2 separate regions of the Pan troglodytes genome follow, and region 1 is linked to region 2. A link is a contact called in public HiChIP or PLAC-seq data. All regions are on one chromosome and are shown on one strand. The core of a region is the stretch at or near the end of the contact, and the rest is flanking DNA. Distances in the headings are between cores, read along the strand shown.

Region 1 (5,127 bases), core at 1,266-3,765, 260 kb after region 2:
CAATCATTAGAGGGGAGCCATGGCCCTTCCCAAGTCCTCTCTGATAGGAAAAGGTCTCCTTGCACTGGTGCAGGGAAAGGAGGGGCCCCTCCCTCTGTACTCTGAAACAAAGGAAAACCCAGAGCTCCAACCATGTGGTGTAACATTCAAGGCCACCCACCTCTTCCACTCCCCAGCTAAGGTCTCAATGGGCTGGAGCCACATGGCTCTTTCCAGTGACTGACCAGGAAGGGACAGTGCCTTGCACAAACACATGCTGCAGCTCTTTAACAGGCAGGAACCCCTCCTATGGGAATTGCTGGTTTAAAAAACGCTATCTGAGTAAGGGCTCTTATTCATGAGTCAAGTCAGTCCACTAGATGAGAAGACAGGTCACTTGGTTTCTCCTAGTCCACATTTTGCTTTACCCTTCACATTTTTCAGGAGAGGGAAATGGGGCTTTAAAAGCATGTCTTCCGGAGCAGAGGGCCACAGCACAGAAGGGTTAAACAATTATGTCTTCCCATTTTCCAGAATCAGCACCAACCGGCTACCCTAACATCCTCCCAACTCTATTCAGATTTAGGTGAGGGCGGAGACCGGGCGTGGGTGGCCTTATTCTCTGATCTCTGATTGTATGCAGGCGGACCAGAGACCAGGCAGGTACAAGGTACACCCAAGGTGGCAATGGACTTTTGGTGCCAATGCCATAGCAAATCTCATGTTTTAATATAGTGCATCCGAAAAACCCCGCCTCTCCCAAGGCTCTCCAAATGGTACACCTTCCCAAGGTTGCCTTTCTGTCTGGACTCCTCTTCGATCTCTGAAACAAATGTCCAAACACCTGTCAGATTTCAGTTGTCTTTCAAGGAAACCTGACCCAGAGAACCGGAGGCAAACTGCCTTTCTCTAAGAGCCTCCTGCCCCTCCCCCCACCCTGTCCGGCTTGGGGGAAAGGGCTGCCAAAATCATGGTCAGCCCCACAAAGATACTCCTACAGCCCACTGCAAAAATTCCTTTCCAGTGTCAATGGCCCCCTGGCATTGCCCATCCTTTAGAGGTTCAGACCCATCTATGAAACCACCTCTGGGGTCGGCCTGCCCCCATCTGCTCCACCCAAAGAAATGAACAACCTGCAAATCACCGTGGAAATACACGCCTCACCAGTCCACAGAGCATTTGCAGTGTGCTATTTTTCAAAGCCCTTACCTTTGACCTGAGTATCGTACTCTGCTATGATCTCCTTATCCTTTTTGAATTTGGCTGGAGACGTCATGTTTTCCTTCTTTCTTCCAAATTCGAATTGTGAATTGATAGATCCACGGAAAAAATCCAATCACCTAAATCAATACCTCCAAGACCGCTTCTCTCGAGGGCAGAAGGGGCCCCCCACGGTGGTCTCCAGCGCTCCGTGGAGCGCGGGCTGCGGGCTGGGCAGACGGCTACGGCGGGCACATGCAGACGGTGGGCGCTGGGGCCGGGTGCGGCGGCGGCTGGTGCCTGTGCTAGAGCCGGAGCCGCAGCCTCAGCATTAGCCGGGAGAACTGCAGCGCCCGGAGGCTGGCCTGGGGTCTGACATCAACGACACAGGCGGGGAGTGGAAGTCCTTCCGCACAACATGGTGTGGGGCTGCGGGGGTGTGGACGCGCCCAGCTGTGTCCCCGGGAGGGAGTGGGTGCTTTTCGGGGTGCCGGGGGAGGGCTGGGCGTGCTTCGCGGTTTTTTGTCGTAGAGGCTCAAAGATGCTGCAAATCAAATCCCAAACGGGAGCCGCAACAGCGCAGACTGGATCGGAAGTCGTTTGCTCCGGTTCACTTGCCTGTAAATGCAGGAAAAGGGGGAGGGGGCGATCAGCCAGAGCGCAGATCCTAATCGCGGCGGGGGTGGGGTAGGGGACGTCGTTCCGAGCCCGCCCTGGGCCCATTCCTGTCCGCTTAACGCCTCCCCGCCCGCAGAGCCCGGCGCTACGAGGTGGGGAGGAAGGAAGCTCCCTCCGGATTTTAAGGCTGAAAGAAAACACTTTGGAGCAGCCGCCTGCGCGGGCTCCGGGCGGGGACTGCAGGAACGCGGGGCACCGGGCGGGGACTGCGGCACCTCGGCGGCCTCCTGAGCCCCGCCAGCGCTGGGCAGCGGCCAGCCCGAGGGAGCCCTCCCGACCTAGCCCCCGTCGTGGCCCCAGACCCCCGGCCGGGGCACCTCCCTGTACATCAAAGGGGATCAAAGCCGGGGAGGGACAAGCCACCCGGGCACAACTTTTCTTCCCCTCCCGCCCCTCCTCCTAGTTGTTTTGTTTTTGGTTACTAGCTTCTCTTGGCAGCAAAATGTTGATGGGGGGGGGGGGGGCAAATCTGCAGGAAAAAGCCTGCTCGGCACGGGACACATCCAGGAAAACAATGTGGTCAGCTGAAGCAGGAAACGGGTTAGAGGATAGGGTCGGAGCCGGGAAAACCGGGGGGCGGTGAGCGGAAGGCAGCCGTCGCCTCCCTCAAGCTACGGACGATAGTGACTATAAATGCCACCCCCAATATTTTTTTGACACCCAAGCTCAGAGATCTCAGATATCCCACCCAATCCCAGGCTGGGGATGGGAGGAGGTCGGTGAGGTCGCAGTCCTGACTCCTCGCACCAGGCGGTGCCCGAGAAGATCCGGCCCCGGACGAGGCCCAGGGGGCTGGAGGGACGCAAGCGGGAGCGCGGAGCCCGGCGGCTAGCTCCCTCGCGTGCCGCAGCGGCGACCCTTTCTACTTGGTCTTTCCTTTTCCTCCGAGCGCCGGGAGAAGGAAGCTCCCGCTAGCGTCTCCCACTTCCCGCGGCTGGAGGAAGGGGCCACGCTGAGGGAACAAGACAGGGAGCAGAGGCGGCGGGGTTCAGGCGAGCGGGAAGCGGGAAGCGAGAGGCGGGTGTGAGATGGGGTCCTGAGGCTGGAAGGGAGCCCGGGGACAACTGGAGTTGCACACGCTCGGAAGGCGGGAGGCGGCAAGGAGAAGGCTGCCTTAGAGGTGAGGGGAATTGGGGCATGATCATGGGCCGCGATGTTGCGTGAAGCGCAAGGATGTCAGGAACTGTGGGGACCGAGATGTGGTCTAGGGATGGGAGTGGGCGAAGAGAAGTCCATCGGGGCGGGCCGGGGGGTGGGACTCGGGGAGAGCCCCGGAAGCTGCGCGGAACACCCATCCTCCTGGGTCCTAGGCTGGGACCCGGGCTGTCCGCCAGGGCGGGGAGACACTGGAGGAGGCCGGCCGATGATTACGCGCGATGCCAACGACGACTGCCCCACGGTGGACCGCGGCTGCCCGTGTGCGGAGGAAAGGGAGAGGCGGCTGGGTGCCGGCTGCGCTGCGGTCCGTGAGCCAGGACGGAGTCCCAGGCTGTACAGTGATGGGCGGAGAGACTCGCAGTCCTGAGAAGTATTATGGGCTGTACTGGGAAATTTGGAGAAGGTGGAGGGGGGGCGGTCTGAGGGATTCCGGGCGGCACCGCTAAGGCGATGCCGCGAGCAGCATCCGCGCCCTCTCCTTCCCGCCCCAACCCGGGTTTGTTCAGTCAGGGCTCCAGACCGGCGGCCGGGAGGAAGAAAAGGAAGAGGGAAGGAGCCTTTACCTGGCTCTGACGCGACGGGTCCCGGGCCCCCGGCTCCGCTTCCCACTCAGAGCTCTCCTCCCCTCTCTTCCCCGCCACCCGTTTCTACGCAGATCGGTGCCCCAGTCCCTGGAGGAGCCTCCGCCAACTCCGCAGGACCCCGCCGGGAAGTAGAGCCCACCCCTTTACCAATCACCGCCCGTTTTCTATCGACCGATGGGGCCCATAGCCAATAGGAAGAGCTGATCCCGAGAGGCTCGGAATGAGGGGGAGGAGCTGGCAAAACTTGGAGGTGTGACTAGCACTGCCGAGGCGTGGTCACAGATTAAGCTCCACCCCGGGTTGTTGAACCCCTAAGTAGAACTGATGGGCGGGATTAAGGTGGAACCGACGACCAAACACAAACTCTTGAGCTAAGGCACGGCCAATTGGGCCGGGGTAGAGAAGAGGGGTGTTGCGGAGAATTTTAACCAATAAAGAGTAGAGACCGGTGGAGACTGTAGACCCTCTTCCAATAAGAAGCGGGAAGGGCGTGCCTTGCCACTTTCACTAGGGCGAAGGCAGGGATTGCCGAAACCTCCCGAAGCCGGCCAATGAGATCGGAGGCGGAGCCAAGCTCAGCCAACCAGAAAGCCGAATTGATCTCAGCACCGTTACTAGGGCGGTGCCTACGGTCTTCAAGCCACTAAGCTCTCGTGAGGGGAGGCCCCGGAGCCTTCCAATGAGGGACTGGGGCTAACTCTAGTTCTTCCAATCGGTGCGCGGCGCTGGCAATTCAAACTGATACCGGGTTGGAGAGGCAGGAAAAGCGGAAGAGGGAGCGAAAACCAACGTGTTCGGTGACAGACCCCAGCGCCGACTGAGCCTCTAAAGCGACTTCAGCTCTGCCCCACCAACACCACCGCGCGCCCGGGAACAGCCGCTCCGGGAAGAGACCTGAGGGGACTGCGGGGGGCACGAGGGACAGCTGAGGGAAGGGAGGACGCGAGAGAAACAGCGCGAGCACGCTGAGGGCCGGGGGTTGCCAGGAGAGGGGCCCGCGGACCCGCAGAGCGGAGGAAGGTCCGGGAGAAAAGGGGCGGGACGGAGGAGAATCCAGGATCGCCTGGCAGAAAAAGAGAAGGGAGTTTCTGAATCCTGGGAAGAGGAGGCGTGGGTAGGGACGCTTAGCCCGAGATCCGACAGCAGGGAACTGGAGCGCTCCGGGGGAGGGGCTTAATGCTGGGGAAGGGATGTCTTAAAAGAGGAGAAGCTTTAAATTAGACGATCGGAGAAGGCTGAGGGAATTGCTATGAAGGGGCGGGAGCTGAAGTGTAGAGGACTCCTTTAGACAGCAGAAACGGAAAGCCGTTGAGAAGTTCCCTTCAAACTCCACCTGCCTCCTTTCCAATTCAAACTCCACTCCCTTCTCCAAAAGTTAAAAGGAAAGCCAAGTTTGCCACGCTCCCCTGTTCCTACTCAATAAATACTTCTTCTACTCCGCCACCGGGAAAACAGAAAAAAAAACTAATTTCCTTCCCAATATTAGGACTTAGAAAAGCTCTAGGTCCCGCAATTTGAATTTTAGCCT
Region 2 (5,092 bases), core at 2,336-4,835:
CCCCTGCCCCAGCAGGTCATCTGTGTGCCACAGGTAATTGGCTGTGCTCTGCATCTCCTGCCCTGAGCTGGCTGGTCACCTTCTGCCTAGAGAAAGAGCATGCTGGGGGCCCAGGATTCCATTCCTGGCACAGGGTGGCCGCTGGTGGCCTGACCTGTAACTGTGCCCCAAGGCTACCCTAAGAAGGGCTCCATGTGGCCATTCCACAAGCAAGGGAGCGGGGGAAGTGTGAAGCACAGAAAGGTTAAGTAACTTCCCCAAAAGGACGCACAGCACAACAAGAGGGCCCCCACTGAGCCCTCAGCCCACAGCCGGCACCTGTTCCACCTGCTGCCTGTCCTGGCTCCCCAAGTTCCCTTGAAGCCCCTCCTGAGGCAGGTCATTCTGCAGAGACAAACCTCTTGTCTCTACCACCTCTCCCCAGCACTGAAGATTCTGGGGTTTTGGCATCCAGGCTTGAGATTGTCCCAGGAAGCAGAAACAGTATAGGAGGAAGGGCCCAGGGTCAGGGAGCATCTCCCACACCACCACAAATCTCCAGGATTGCAACATGAGTCCAGAGCCACTCCCCCAGCCCCCACTGGCCTGCCTGCCAGGCCCACCACTTCCTGCTGCTGTGAGCTGACAGCCGGGCCAGTACTGCTCCAAGAGAGATGGGGCTGCTTCAGAGTGTGTGTGTGTGTGTGTGAGTGTGTGTGTGTGTGTATGTGTGTAGGGCGTTGGGGAGAAGGGTGTGGGTGTGTGTGTGAGAGCAGGGTATAGGGGAGGCAAAATTCATCATTCAGCCATTGGGAGAATCTGAAACCCCCTACAACTCTGTTTCCCATCTTTGTCCTCATCTTTTCCCCAAAGCCTAGTTCTCCTAAAGCAATTAGTACCAGAAAGTGTATCCTCAGAAGTTAAACTCAATTTCTCTTTGAAAAATAAGGCCAGTGCTGGCCTTTTTGGGATACCTGGGGACAGAAGCATTAGAAGGGCCACCATCCTTTAAATACTTTCTTTTTCCTTTTTCTTTTTTTTATTTTGACATAAGGTCTCACTCTGTCATCCAGGCTGGGGTGCAGTGGTACAATCATGACTCACTGCCACCTCCACCCCCTGGGCTCAAGCAATCCTCCCAACTCAGCCTCCTAAGGAGCTTAGGACCATAGGTGTGCACCACCACACCTGGCTGTCTTTTGTATTTTTAGTAGAGATGGGTTTTTGCCATGTTGCCCAGGCTGGTCTTGAACTCCTGAGCTCAAGCAATCCGGCCACATGGGCTTCCCCAAAAAATTGCTGGGATTACAGGTGTGAGCCACCATGCCTGGCCACTTAAATACTTTTAAATAACGCTAGACTAGAAAAGGCATCTTCGTGTTCTAACATCTTACAGGTTCTCAAACTGAGGGTTGCCATGCCTGGAATCCTATGTTCCTTCGCTCTGAACTTTTTCTCTGTGTAATCTTTTTTAAAAATGCAAATCCTTGATAATGTCATTTCATTGAGCCAGAGGCCCCTTGAAGAGATCGGTGGTCAACTCCTAGTTTCAGATCAGGTAGGAGCGGACATTACACAGAAGCAACTGAGGTACTGAGAGGCTTCCTGAAGACAACACAGTAGCTCAGCATGAATGAGTGGGTCTGGTTTTCCCCGCTGAGGCTGGAGCCAGCCAGCAGGTCTGGGGGCTGGGGCTGGGGTTGGAGCACAGCAGGCTGAAATCAAGGCCAAGGGCTCTGATACTGGGCAAGGAACAGCTCAAGACTCTGGGATAATAGGCAGGGAGGTGCAAAGCGCAGAGCCCCAGACAGGCGGTGTGCCCCTGGATTCTGTGCCCGGGAGCTCTGGCTGTGGCACATCTGGCTTAACTCTGCACGCTCTGCAGATCCTCCCCCCACCACCCCAAGCACCTGGTGCAAAGAAGGGCTCAGTGGCCCTCAGCCAGTGGTTGGATGAATGAGCAGTGGACAGTGAAGCATGTGAGACGCCACCCACCCACCTCTCCCCTCCCCTCCCTCCTCAGGGCTCTGCTGTGGCCAAGTGCACTTACCCCACGCTCTGAGCTGCCCTGAGTCAGGCAAAGGCTCTTCCTGGCGAGCGTATGTTATGCTTTCTGTCTGTGGCACGTCCAGGAGCTGAGCTACACCGGAAAGAGGAGGGCGGATGAGAGGCGCCCCTCAGTGCAGTTGCTTCTCAGCCTCCATCAAAGGCCGCCGGCCCTAGCCCTTTAACCCTTTCCTGTTTGTCACCTTCCCCCACAGGGCTGGGCTGGGGGTTTCCAGCTCTATTCCCAAACTGTTCAGGGAGCCTTTCCCAGCGTCTCCTACTCCTGAGACTCCGGCCAGGGAGAAAGACCCCGGGAAAGGTGAGGGCAGGCGCTGGGTGCTGATCGCTGGCTTTGGGTGTTGGTAAGCAGAGCCCAGGGAGGGCTTGTGGTTGGCCCGTGGTGGCTCACCTCCATGCCACACACAACGCTCTATGTGAGAGCACCGCCGCCAACAAGCCCACACCCCTGCACCCGGCTGAGCTGCCCTGCAGCTGCCCCTTGTCTGGCCCCTCATTCCACCCCCACCCCCCTCCACACGCTGCACACTCACCCCATCTCCACTGCAGGGGATGCAGGCTTGTGGGACTGGGTGACACCCCCAGAGCTTTCAGGGCTCACTGTCATTCATGAGCAGTGTTCTTAGCCTCCTGGTAGCCAAGGGCCCCTAGGACCCACAGGCAGGGCCAGTTGCAATGTCTGTGCCACCCCAGGAGCTGGGACTAGTGGGTTTCTTCCCTGCCTCCTTGTGGCGGTGGGACACCAAGCTCAGCACTGAGTCCTGGCTCTCAGCTCTCTCGCACTTCCTGATTTCCGTCTCTCGCTCTCTCTTTCTCTCTTAAAGAGACAGAGGCAACTCGGTGCAGCCACCAGCTCAGCAGAAAAGAGAAAGAGGATGCTCTGAGTTCCCAAGGGTAGGCAATAGGACCAGAGTGTGAGCCACAGAGAAGCCAGGAACTGGGGCCCTTCTGGTAATCTTGATGGGCAGCTGGGTGCTGTTTTGGCATCTCCCACAGTTCACTGGAGCAGGGAAGTTCAGGGCTCTTCCCAGAGTCAACAGAGCAGGTTGGGCAAGTTAACTAAGTGGAAAGCTGCCTGGGAAGTCCACGCTCCCACACCCAGGAACCCCAAGGAAGTGTGGGAGCTATGCCGATCCAGTCCTAGAAGTTGGATCTGAGTCACCTTCCCAGGAGGCCTGCAGAGGTCCAAGAGCAAGCGCGGGGACCCAGCTGATGCCTTCCAGTGTGACCTGAGCACACAGCATGCAGCCCCTCCCAGCCAGCTCACTCACCCGCAGAGTAACAGCTACTCTGTGGGTTGATTGGATGACATGGATATATTTGGAATTGTTTGGGAGCTTGGAAAGCATTTTACAGAAAGGCATTGAAGGCATGGAGGCCCACACACTTCAGTAATTTACCCGTGCTCTTCAGAGACTGCTGGGGCTGGCACCCAGGTGCCAACTTCCCAGCCAGGACTCGATGCCCCGCATCAAATGTCCTAGGAGGCTGGAGGGGTCTGTGCTGCTCTGGTCAGCTCTGAGATGGCAGTTGGATGTGAAATGGTTAAAACCAGGAAATTCCATGTTTCTATAGAATGTTGGAGGGACTTTCCCATGGCCACACCTGGTGGTTTCCTCCGCCAGCCCCACCCCTCCCACAGTGACACTAGAACAGGAGCAGAGCTGAGAACTGCCTAGTGCTCAGATAAAGAGAACTCCCCATAACACCTCCAGCTGGAGGAGTTGCTGCAACTTCTCACATCAGGACCAGGAGGAATGTGCCTGAGTGCCTGAGATCCTCATGTTCCACCCAGTCTTCCCAGCTTGCTTTTTTTTTTTTTTTTTTTTTTTTTTGAGATGGAGTCTCACTCTGTCACCCAGGCTGGAGTGCAGTGGCATGATGTCAGCTCACTGCAACCTCCACCTCCTGGGTTCAAGTGATTCTTCTGCCTCAGCCTCCCAAGTATCTGGGACTACAGGCATGCACCACCATGCCCGGCTAACTTTTTGTATTTTTAGTAGAGATGGGGTTTCACTGTGTGGTTGGTGAGGTGGATTGAGCAGGTTGGTCTCGATCTCCCAACCTCCTGATCCACCTGCCTCAGTCTCCCAAAATGCTGGGATTACAGGCGTGAGCCACTGCACCCAGCCTAGTCTTCCCAGGTTTCTGCCTGCCTGGCACATGGGAGAACTGCACATCCTAGTTACTTTGTGATAGGGGGAGCATGTGAGTTCCCCACCAAAGCATTTATTTCCTGATGCAAGACCCTCCCAGAGCTCTGCTTTCTGGTAGTGTGATTCTGTTAGTCTGGGTCCTTGAGTGACTGTCCTGAGCAGAGTTCCCCTGCTGGTCCACAAGGGACATTGGCTTTGGTGAGAAATCAGCCTTTGTTGCTTTAGGGCACTGAGGTTTGCTACATAACTTAGACGATCCGTAATGTTTACCCACTTTTTTCCCTGATGAACCTGCTGGGTCCTCACCAGCACTCTTACTTTCCTCTCTCAGTCAATCTCTTTCCCAGCATATTTAGCACATTCAAAGGAAACTACCATGTGTCTAGCACCTGCTATGAGGCAGGCACTGTGTGCTGAGGACGTAAAGGTGGGCATCCCATCAGGAGCCTGGAGGTCCAGGATGGCATGGCAGATGCTATGAGTGGCAGATGCGCAGCGGGGAGGAAGGTGATCAAGAAGGGCTTTCCAGAAGGGTTGCTTGGCCAGACTTTAGGAAAAGGGGAGTTAGGCAGAGGAGAGGGGGCTGGGGGAATGGAATTCCAGGCTGTGGGCACACGTGCAGAGGCACAGAAGCATGAGAAGAGCCGGACTGAGGCTGAGAAAAGGGAGAGAGGTAGAGGTGGCCTGGAGCCATGTGCCGTGACAGATCAAGTTTCCTTGTGCATCCTCTGTGAGGTCACATCCTCTGTGTGGACACAGTGAAGCAATGTCTTGCCTGTGCCCCAGCCGGGCAGCACAGCCGGTTGCATCCGAGAAGGTGCAGGGGGCTGGCGGGCTCCAGAAGGGAAGAGGAAGTCTGTAAGAGTCCCCACCACGTGTTCCCAAGTGGCTCT

Evidence for each region. HiChIP or PLAC-seq counts read pairs in DNA pulled down with a chosen protein or histone mark.
Region 1: a contact with region 2 is called in an H3K4me3 HiChIP or PLAC-seq map of stem cell-derived excitatory neurons, with 10 times the contacts expected there. The contact joins the promoter of FAM72A here to the promoter of IKBKE in region 2. A contact is called at or near these places in 1 of 7 Hi-C or Micro-C datasets (stem cell-derived neural progenitor cells) and 1 of 1 datasets of contacts at active chromatin or transcription factors (stem cell-derived excitatory neurons).

What each region holds. Positions count from the first base shown.
Region 1 is chr1:42,875,766-42,880,892 of NHGRI_mPanTro3-v2.0_pri, forward strand. FAM72A (family with sequence similarity 72 member A) reads left to right here and starts at 2,516. Exons shown (of 5, transcript XM_054674253.2): 1 at 2,516-2,977; 2 at 3,168-3,385. The coding sequence starts at 3,234. It overlaps SRGAP2 (SLIT-ROBO Rho GTPase activating protein 2), which reads right to left and starts at 3,747. Exons shown (of 24, transcript XM_009441371.4): 1 at 3,579-3,747; 2 at 1,189-1,797. The coding sequence starts at 1,255.
Region 2 is chr1:42,616,192-42,621,283 of NHGRI_mPanTro3-v2.0_pri, forward strand. IKBKE (inhibitor of nuclear factor kappa B kinase subunit epsilon) reads right to left here and starts at 3,586. Exons shown (of 19, transcript XM_063792747.1): 1 at 2,577-3,586; 2 at 2,030-2,119; 3 at 1-82. The coding sequence starts at 54.